3 separate regions of the Mus musculus genome follow, and regions 2 and 3 are each linked to region 1. Evidence: chromatin contacts called from public promoter capture Hi-C data. All regions are on one chromosome and are shown on one strand. Each heading gives the region's core, a stretch centred on a gene start, on an enhancer-like site or on the middle of the called end of the contact. The rest is flanking DNA. Distances are from core to core; before and after follow the strand shown.

What was found. Promoter capture Hi-C pulls out the DNA fragments that hold promoters and counts their contacts.
Region 2: a promoter capture Hi-C map of stem cell-derived epiblast-like cells shows a contact between it and region 1, with 4 times the contacts expected there. The contact joins the promoter of Ccar2 here to the promoter of Dok2 in region 1. A contact is called at or near these places in 2 of 39 promoter capture datasets (pre-B cells and stem cell-derived epiblast-like cells), 2 of 484 Hi-C or Micro-C datasets (the G1E-ER4 cell line and embryonic stem cells) and 1 of 115 datasets of contacts at active chromatin or transcription factors (memory CD8 T cells).
Region 3: a promoter capture Hi-C map of liver shows a contact between it and region 1, with 5 times the contacts expected there. The contact joins the promoter of Bin3 here to the promoter of Dok2 in region 1. A contact is called at or near these places in 2 of 39 promoter capture datasets (liver and pre-B cells) and 1 of 115 datasets of contacts at active chromatin or transcription factors (memory CD8 T cells).

Annotation. Positions count from the first base shown.
Region 1 is chr14:70,773,088-70,776,277 of GRCm38.p6, reverse strand. It overlaps Dok2 (docking protein 2), which reads right to left and starts at 1,897. Exons shown (of 5, transcript NM_010071.2): 1 at 1,769-1,897; 2 at 531-812; 3 at 207-294. The coding sequence starts at 1,840.
Region 2 is chr14:70,151,990-70,155,357 of GRCm38.p6, reverse strand. Ccar2 (cell cycle activator and apoptosis regulator 2) reads left to right here and starts at 1,567. Exons shown (of 21, transcript NM_146055.3): 1 at 1,567-1,731; 2 at 2,601-2,694; 3 at 2,894-2,985. The coding sequence starts at 2,637. 9930012K11Rik (RIKEN cDNA 9930012K11 gene) reads left to right here. Exons shown (of 7, transcript NM_001112735.1): 7 at 82-953. The coding sequence ends at 190.
Region 3 is chr14:70,098,474-70,101,708 of GRCm38.p6, reverse strand. Bin3 (bridging integrator 3) reads right to left here and starts at 1,616. Exons shown (of 9, transcript NM_021328.4): 1 at 1,513-1,616. The coding sequence starts at 1,520.

The sequences.
Region 1 (3,190 bases), core at 648-3,147:
AAACCGAGACCCTCAGCCTCAGTCAGGGCAGGCTGAGCCAAGGCAGACACTGGGGTAGGCCGGGTTCCAACGACCTTGAGCCACACCAAGAAGCCAGGAAGAGACGCTGATAAGCTGGGCCCAGGGTAACCACAAGGCAGGAAGACCACAAGCCAGCCCATGCCTCCTCCCTCCCGCACCATAGGCCCCTCAGCCCCAACTCTCACCTGTGGTGGAGCTGCTATACAACTCGTTCTCCTCCATGCAGGGACTGCCGCTCTTTTCCTCCAGTCCTGGTGACCCTTTCCTCTGTCCCTGAGGAGGCAGGTCCCGGGTCTTAGCACCAGAACCCACCCCAAGGCTCTCTGACATTCGCTTTCAGTGCACACCCAGCCAGCTGGTTCTGGGTGCACTTCAAACTGGGCTCCCTTAAGGAAGAACTCCCCTAAAAAAGAGTTTTGGTTCTTCTACCACCTGTCCACAGGAAGTATCTAAGTAACATCGCCCTCCCCTGGTGGCCGCCCTCCCCTGGGCCACTTTGTACCCCTCACCGGGAAAGCCAACAGGCAGATGGCCTGTATCCAGTCACTGCGCTCTGCCGAGGGGGCTGCCAGTAGGTACAGGCGCTCCTTGGTCTCCAGGATGAAGGCACTGGTGTCCCGGGGGCTGCTGGCCTCACTGCCTACCTCTGCTACCCGTAAGCAGTCACTGAGGCGGACAACCTTCCGAGTGGCCTCTCCTCGCCGTGTCTTCTCGGGGACATCCTGGAGCTCTAGTCTGGCTAGGGCACAGCCAGACTCTCCATATAACACGGCTGCGAACCGGCGCCACTTCTGAGCCCAGGTATGCCACGTAGAGGCCAAGTGGGAACCATCGGAGATGGAGAGATGGTCATGAAAGGGGAGAAGAGGAACTGTGGGAGAGGTAGAGGGGCTGGGGCAGCCACACAGGATGGGGAGAATGGCAAACATCACAGCCAGTCAGAGAGGCCCGAGAAGACAACAGAGACCATGGAATGACAGAGCTGACCAAGATCCGCAGGCTAGCCAAAGGCCACAGTAAATGTCCAATGGATGCAGAGTCCAGGAAGATGACAGGCCCATCAGCCAGGTAGTGGGAACAAAAGTCACTGAGCCCAGAGATGAACAGTGAGGGGAGAGTAGCCTAGACCAGGGACAAGTCTTCATTTCATAGGAAGGTTCTGGCTCCAAAATTTCCCACCTCCTCTCCTTTTTTGTCTCACTGATTAAGGAGTTGGACCATGAGAGACAAACAAAGAAACAGAGACCTAGACAGGGTGAGGTGGGTGTTGGGGTAAGCACAGCTGGGTAACAGCAGGAGGCAGAAGAGCTTCCCCTTCAAAGAGGCTAGGGAAGGAAGAGGTTGGAACACCCTGGGGCCACAGCTCAGTAGCAGTCAAAGGTGAGAGGGACCTCTGCTGTCATCCCAAACTGACTGGCCCCCAACTCTTCCTTCCGTACCCGCCCAAGGTACCCCCAAATTCAATACTGAGCAAGGGAACAAAAAGAGAGAGAGATAATGTCAGAATCTGCTTCCTCCCCCACAAGCAAGGACAAACAGCCCTCAGCAAAGAGCGATCCAGAGCCTGGTTTAGAAGGCAAGGCACGTTGAGAAGGCAGACATCTTCCCCAAGTAGTGTTCTTGTCTAAACTGGTGGAGCACATGGTCTCATAAGGGTCAGGGATATTAAGACACCCTTCTACCCGGGATAGTAACAGGGCCCTCCCCCAAGCTGCTCCGCCCAGCGAGAGCCCAGCCTTACTCTTACCTTGCCAAAGGTCTGCTGCTGCTGAAGATGCAGGAAGCCCTGCTTCACAGCTGGCTCCTCCATCCTGACCATCGCAGCTTCAGCTCCCCACTGCCATTGCCTCTGCCCTCTCTCTTCTCTCTTCTGGGCCTGTTCCCCCTTCTCTCTAGTTCATTTCCTCTCTGACTAGAGTTTTTCTACACTATTCTAGTCTGCTTGATGACGACAGGCTGATAGGCCCTGTGGTTTCTTGCTCTGTGTGCGCCTTTTTTTTTTTTTAAGTGCACTTCACGAGCAAGCTTCCTTCCTGCATTTCCAGTGAGTAACATGCAATTTCCAAAAAAAGCCAAATTTCACACTTCTGCAGAAGCTGGTGTGAAGGACTGAGCCATAAGAACAAAGAGACCCCAAAATCAAGTTGTTCAAGAAAGTCCGGGGTGAGGGCTCTACATTCAGGCAGGATGCTGAGTGTGTCAGGGCTGGAAAAGCCCTTTGGAATCAATCACCATAACCTACTCATTGAAAAGAGAAAACTGGGGCTGGAGAGGTGGCTCAGCGGTTAAGAGCACTGACTGCTCCTCCAGAGGTCCTGAGTTCAAATCCCAGCAACCACATGGTGGCTCTGTAATGGGGTCTGATGACCTCTTCTGATGTTCCTGAACGGAGCAATGTACACGTACTCATATGCATAAAATAAGTAAATAAATCTTGAAAGAAAGAAAAAAGAAAGAAAGAGAGAAAGAAAGAGAGAAAAAAAGAAAAGAAAAGAAAAGTAAAGAAAAGAAAAGAAAAAAAAAGAAAAGGAGATAGAGATGGTCTGAAGGGCCTATAAGGCTAACACCCAGAACCCAAGTCTCCCAGCTCAAGCAAAGATGAGCCATATACTGGGTAAATTACAGATAGATAAAACATGTGTGTGTGTGTGTGTGTGTGTGCACGCACACACACACAACACGCACCAGTCCCATTGTATGAAAGTATTTCCTGCCTGCCAAAAACACATACAATACACAAGTCTGTGGTGAATCTAGCAATAAGAACAACATACAATACACAAGTCTGTGGTGAATCTAGAAATAAGAACATTCTCTCTAGAAAAAGATTTCCTCCCCAAGTCTAACTCAGCTGTTGGCTTCCTTCCTCACTTGGGTTCAAGTGGGACTTACCTTAAACTGTGGGAACTTCAGAACTTCCAATTCTTCTATGCGTGCCAAGCCTGGTGTAGCACTGGTGGAGACAGAGCGACATGTAGCCCCTGGTGTGAGCCTCCACAAGTGTCAATGGCTGCTGTGAGAGGGAGACTTGTTTGTGTAGTGCATATTTTCACTCTGAGGAATGTCCTCTGTTTCAATGTTAATGACTCCATGCTAATCAGAGACAGCGTGAGTCCAGGAAGCGAAAGTGAGGCCTGGAGGCAAAGGTGAGGTGGCTATGTCTCCAGAA
Region 2 (3,368 bases), core at 318-2,817, 620 kb after region 1:
CAGCTTCTCCTCAGGAGGTATGCAAAGCTTCTTGTCTGTTTTCTTTCTCTTCTTGTCTAACTTTCCTTTGCTTTTCTATAGGATGGAGTTTAGAAACCTCTCTGACAGGACTCCGTGCCATTCCCAACGGAAGACCTTTATACCAGCATTGGTGGTTAAGAAGCCACGAGCAAAAAATCTTTCTGTATGACCTCTTGGTGTACCTGGTGACCTTGGGAAGAAGTCCCTCACATTTTGGCTTACTGCTGCTTCTCTGCACTGCCAAGAAAAGCTATTGGTGCTTGCTCCTCTTCAAGGTGAAGGCCAAATCCATCTCTAAGCATCGAAGCAAGGAGCCCTGGATCCCCAAGAGGTTCCTGAGTGCAGTTCCAGCACTCTTCCAGGGCTCTTCCTCCTCATCAGAAATCTCTGGGCTTAGGCAATGTGAATTGACTTATTTATCAGGTGCTCATAGAGCATGTTTAGTATGGGAGTGTGTCAGCATGTTGCAGATGTAAGTTTATGCAATCTTTGTTGGACTTCCGTCTGCCCCATCTGATGGAATCATTCGTCCAAAGGGTTGGTGTTTGGGGTGTCACTGGAAGGATGGCACCGATCTTCATTCCACAATGAACAGTTACTAATGTGGACTTCTAATGTCTTCCTCATACCTGAGACGGCAGCCCTAGGACCAAGAACAACATTGCCTTGGGTACCTTTGTAGTGAGTCACGGCTCTGGAGTACAGCCCCTGAAGGCTGAATGAGGGATGGGGGGAAGGTCAAGAACATTGAGAGGAACAACACATAACTTGCAAGGTCAACTCTAAGATGCTGTGTTCTATCCTGGAGTTTAACCATAGCGAAGTCTCTTAATTTCTGAGCCACAGCTTCCTACTTGGGACCATGATACCCACCTTACCTACCTCATAAGCTTGTTAGGAGGATGAAGTAACATTAAACATTCTCAATGTGTGCTGTGACTGTTAAATGACCTGGGAAGGGTGTGATGCTGGAGGCAAACAGGAGTGGGGAGATGGGAGGCCAGAAGTTAAAGGAAGGTGTGTGTGTGTTCACTGTTAATAGTTGTGAAAATAGCCACATTTCTGGCAAGATTTTGGATAGAGCCACTTCATTAAGATCGTGTACGTTTCATATTTGAGAGTCTGGGTATAGATTTCGGATATGCTTACCCCTTGCTGATGGTGCAGTCAAGAAAAGGACAGGAATAGGGATGGGGGTGGGGTGGGGTGGTCATTGGCTTTAGTCAGAAGACTATCCCCTGGAAATGGACCCCCAGTAGGCACGCTCCTCCTCTAGCCAATGGAGGCCCTGCTTCTTTTGTTGCTGTAGTCTTGGGGGTTAGTAGAGCACAGCAGGGTGTGTAAGTGGTAGTCCCCTTCCTTGTGTTTGTGGGAGTGGGTCCAGTTCCAGTCATTTTGAGACCTGGAACCAATGGTTCGAGCTTACTTTTCTGATGGGACACTTGAGAGAGGACACCACCGAGCTCGGCTTCCGAAGGCATTATCGGATCTGGGAAGGCGCACTTCCGTTCCACAGTTGGAGCGGGATGGCAGGCTGGTGTGGGGGAAGGGAGAGGTCGATGGAGAAGAGGGAGGTACCATATCCGGGAGAGTGGCAGCTTCCGACCAGTGGTCTCTCTTCCGGAGAGGCGTTTCCGGTGGTGGTGGCAGCGGCGGCTGCGGTGGTTCCGGGTGTCTTTGTCCCCCTGGTGTCGTGGCCCTGGCCCGCAGGTGGGTTGGGGGCCTCCTGCTGCGCCCCCGCCTCTCCGTCTCTCTCGGGTGGCGAGGCTGCGGGGTCCGAACGGCGAAGATGCGCCAGTCGCGGAAAGAGCCGAGCCCCTCTGGACTGCAAGCTCCGTCGCCCTGGCAACGGCCTCGGCCCTGGGGGCGGGCGGGAGGAGGAGAAACCTCGCGCCGTGAACCTCCCACGGTGGCTTCTCGGTGGCCCGGCCCGGAAAGCTCTGCGCAGGCGGCTGCGGAGGCCGGAGCCTAGGGTCGGGACCTAGGAGGAGGGAGCGGCGTGCAGGCCGCTTGGCGAGGGCCGGCTGGACAGCTCCCTTCCCACCAGCGGGTCCTAAAGACGCCTGGCGGGCTTCCGGGGAGAGGGCCCGCATCACCAACCCGCTACTCGCACCTTTTATTTTTATTTTTTGCCCCGGCCCTGCGTGGAGTGTTCTGGCGGATGTTTTTGAATGAATGAATGTCACCGGAGCTCTTCCAGCCCCTCACTCCTCCAGCTTCTCTAAGGGGTGCCAGTGACATAGTGAAAGGAGTGCTAAGTTGTTGGGAGACCTGGGTGTGAGTCCCACTCTGTCACTACCTGGTTTTGTGGCCTTGGGCAAGTCTCCGGATCTCAAAGCTCCAGTTTCCTTGTCTGTAAACCAGCATGTCACTAGCACCCACCACTAGGTTATTGTGAGAACAAACTGGAGTAACGTTACTACCAATTTCATCTCCTCTACATCCTCTCCATTCTTCCATTTTAGGACCCACCTCTTCACCTTAAAAGCTTTACTTAAGATTTTCTATCCCCCCTCCCCCTCCCCAATAGATGGAAGTTTTCCATTGGAGCTGCTAACTTCTTTCTGTTTTGATTGAAGGTTTCCCCCCAAGACCTTGAAAGGACAGTATTCCAAATGTCCCAGTTTAAGCGGCAGAGGATCAACCCACTTCCAGGGGGACGCAACTTCTCAGGTGCTTAACTCCTTACTGGTTACACTCAGAACATGCTCGAGACTCAGTTTCAAAAACTATGGCTCTTGGGTGTTTTTCTGAATGTCTGAGTAGCTGATTGGAGCCACCTAGACCTCTGGGTTTATAAGATCCTCTGGCTATCTTCTAGTGCTTCGGGTAGTAGGTGCAATTCCTGGAGATTGCTTCTCTGTCCCCATAGGCGCAGCTTCAACATCTCTTTTGGGCCCTCCCCCTGGTCTACTTACTCCTCCTGTGGCCACAGACCTGTCCCAAAATGCCAGGCACCTTCAGGTATGTTGGGTGCTCTTTCTAGCGAGTTTCCCTTTGGGGCGACCCTAGTATGTTTGGATGCCTGCTGTGTGTTGTTTCTTGTGTTACAATGGTTTTTTGTTTGGTTGGTTGGTTTGGTTTTGTCCTGGTAGTAGGCCAGTGTTGGGGAACGCAGACAACTCTTAGGTTGGGGAATCTTGAATACCTGGCTCCAGAGAGGTCTTGGTGCGGTTTGGATGAAGTCAAGTATTAGCGTCTGTCCTCTTCACAGATAGGCTGTGTGCCCACTGGTTTTCTTCCCATGTGAATTTTCCTGTAATACCACGAGCCGAGTCCCTGTGGCTAGAGATGAGGCCCTAGTGACATAGCATGATTTTGTTCAGGTCACTTCCTGTTGCTTTTGA
Region 3 (3,235 bases), core at 367-2,866, 670 kb after region 1:
ACTTCTAGCATCATGAAGCTGGAGGTACACAGACTGATGCTTAAAAGAAACGACTCTGCTTCAGGAGATTTCCCTTTAGCAAAGGGAACTGAGGAAGTGCCCCTTGACCTGTCACTAGCTAAGCTGTAACAAGATGGGGAAGTTAGCTTTTAGGGGTTCCAGCTTTCTGTGGGCCTCTTGGAGGAAGAGGTTGAGGGGAAATGAGTATCTCCTGCTGAGGCTTATTAGAGCTTCGCGGGTGTGTGTGTGTGTGTGTGTGTGTGTGTGTTCTGTTCCCTGCTTCTCCAGCTGTCTGACATTTGTCCACCAATTAACCTCAGTCTGAGAAGCAGGTGGAGGAAGGGGCAGAAGTGGTTTACACTGTACATTAGAAAGCTATCCTTGACATTGACTGACATTAGCTGCTTGTGGCGAAAGCTTGGTCTCCACTGGTGGTCAAGTGTGAAAGCCTTCTCAGAGGGTGTCTAGCTAATTTCATTCATTCATAGCTGATTATCATGCACTTATTTTGCATAACAGACTGGGCTCTGAGCAAGTCCAGCCCCCTACATTAATGCACCTTGGGATCTAAAGAGGGCTGATTAATCTCATACTTCCTTGGAGGCCAATTTATTCATACAAATGCATTGTAAACAGTTAGGAGTTTGAGTGGGGACCATGGACACACAGGCTCTTGGGCCTAATGGTAAAGACATTGACAGCCTTTAAAGAAGCCCTAGGAAGACAGAAAATTTATGACTTTTCATCTGCACGTAAAAACAAAAACAAAAACCCCAGAGCAACAATTAAGGACCAGCTTTTGGGGAAAGAGGACCTTCCACATTAGGCTAATCACAAACAGGAAGTATCCACCGTGAGCTCCCCCCACCCCCATCTGCAGCTGTGACATTCCAGCTCTATGGCTCCTTGGTTTGACGATCCCCATAAAGTTTAAGCTATGTCTATCTTAGAGAGAGGGCAGTGGGGTCACAGCCCTGGAAAGATTCAAACAGTCCAATCACACATTAAATGTGTGTGTGTGTGTGTGTGTGTGTGTGTGTGTGTGTGGTGCAATTCTGATCCTTCCCATGTGAGAATCAACTTTTACATTTTTAAAAAGAATTTCGTCTTTTGAGGCACTGTTAGGTGATGTTATTCCAGTTGTCTGAAAGCAGCTGGATTTTGGTCACAGAACTGTGCCTAGTCTGCCTCAATGAGCAACACAGCTCCGGAGCAGATAAGCGCGGTGTAGAGATGCCCACGGGAGCGAAGGAGGACACTGACTCCACCTCAATGGATAGCTGAGAGAAGAGGGAAGAGGGACTCCTCACGCCAAGGAGGTGAAAGGAAATGCGATGGGAGAAAGGGCAGGCAACAGGGATCAGACGCGGGTCCAAGGCTAAGGGATCCTCCTCGGGAGTCTGGCCGAGAGATGGAGCCTCCGGGAGAGCACCGAGGAGGCTCCCGGAACCGCTTAGGAGCAGGGCTGTCGGGCCGCCCTGGCTCCAGCCGACGCCACCCGGCCTCACTCACCAGCTCATGGTCCTAAACCCACGCCGACTGCCGGGGTCCTCGGTAGAAAAGTAGGTTCTCGAGGATCACTTCCGGATTCGGCCAGTCTCCAGGAAGTGATGAGGGACACGCCCCCTTATGCCCGGAAGAGGCGGGAGGGAGGCGGGCCCACGCGTTAACACTTTGTTCTCTTGTTGTTTGAGGCGGACTTTCTTTGCGGGACGTGGTTGCGCTCCGGCCCTGCTTTTAAGGCTCTGTGCGTAGAACCCATCACGGGCTGCAGTTTCTGTCTGATATGGGGTTTCTAACTCGGAGACACAAGCGGCGACAGGGGAAGGAGCTAGAGGAGACACAGTAGACGGGAAGCTTGCGCTTTGCTCTACACACTTTCGTATTGAAAATGTTGCATGTCTCACCTACATCACCTGGGTCCCCTCCCCCCTCTTCAAGAAGGTTCGGGGTTCGAATGGAAACAGAGTTAAGTGCTTTTCAGGGTGGACTAGTCTGTGAAGCTATTCAATGAGGGAAGATTCAGAAAGCCCGGTGTGATGACAGACAGGTATCTGCAATCCCCGAATTCTGGAGGTTGAGGCAGGGAGAGGTCATGAGTTCGAGGCTAATGTTGACAACATGGCCCATCTGGGCTTCACAATCAATCCAGTCTTAAGAGAAAACAATACACCAAAGCCTAGCAAACAAAACAACAACAACAGGAGTAGAAGGCCTCGGCAATGTTAGGAAAAATCCTAACAAGTTGCTGGACAGGCTGTTAGGGGCCCCTGGAGCTGTGCATGGGGTTTTAGAAGAATAAGATCTAAGCAAACAGCTTGCATTGGGCCTCAGAATTCAGAGCCCCAGTGTACCACAAACTACCTAGAGTTATACGCTGAACCGAGTTTCTCTGCCCAAGTTCCTGCTTTAGAAGCCAGAAACTCAAGCAGAGAGAACCGTTCCAATCCTCTCTCCTGACCTCTCTAGGACTTCGCTTTCTTCAAATGTACCTGGAGGGTTGTAGGCACAGCCAGGGGAGCAGCTAAGTCCCTATGACCTAGAGCAGAGGTATATACAACGTGTCCCAAATTCCCAGGGCCCAGGGGCTCAGAGGAGGAGGAACAAGGGATGGCTTTTAGTTTTAAAAAGGCTTTCCAATAGGAGGTGGCTCCCTCAAGACATGTCACAGACCATCACCATGCTATTTCTTCAGGAAATAAGTAAGCAGGAGCAAAGGAGTGGTCTTGAAGAGAATAGAAGACCCAGAATCCTTGACAAACAGCTGAGGCAGAGAGCATGGGTTGGGAGAGTCTTGCAGCTTTGTATGGGGTGAGATGAATGGAAACACTGTGTGATTGTGAGTCTCTTGGTGTTCCAGCACTTGTGGATGGCTCTGCCCCATTTCCCCCTGCCCCATACTCAGCCTCCCTCAGACATCGTCTGTGGTGAGCAATATTTTCAAAAGTTCTAGCCTAGGACTGTGTATATCGAGAGAAGTCTGTTTGGGGGCTGTTGGTTGGAGTAGCTGACACATTTTGCAGGACAAGAATGGATGAGATCTGGACCAAGGGAAGAACTCAGGGCTCTAGTCCCATCTTTGGCAGCATGATCAATTTCACAAAAATCATGTCCCTTCTCTGGGCCTTGACTCCTCATCTATCAGAAGTGGGGATGGATAATACTGCTGATGAATCCCCTCTCAGTCAATTTCCAAGTGCACTGTTATATTAGTTCTCAACCTCCCTAGAGCTTC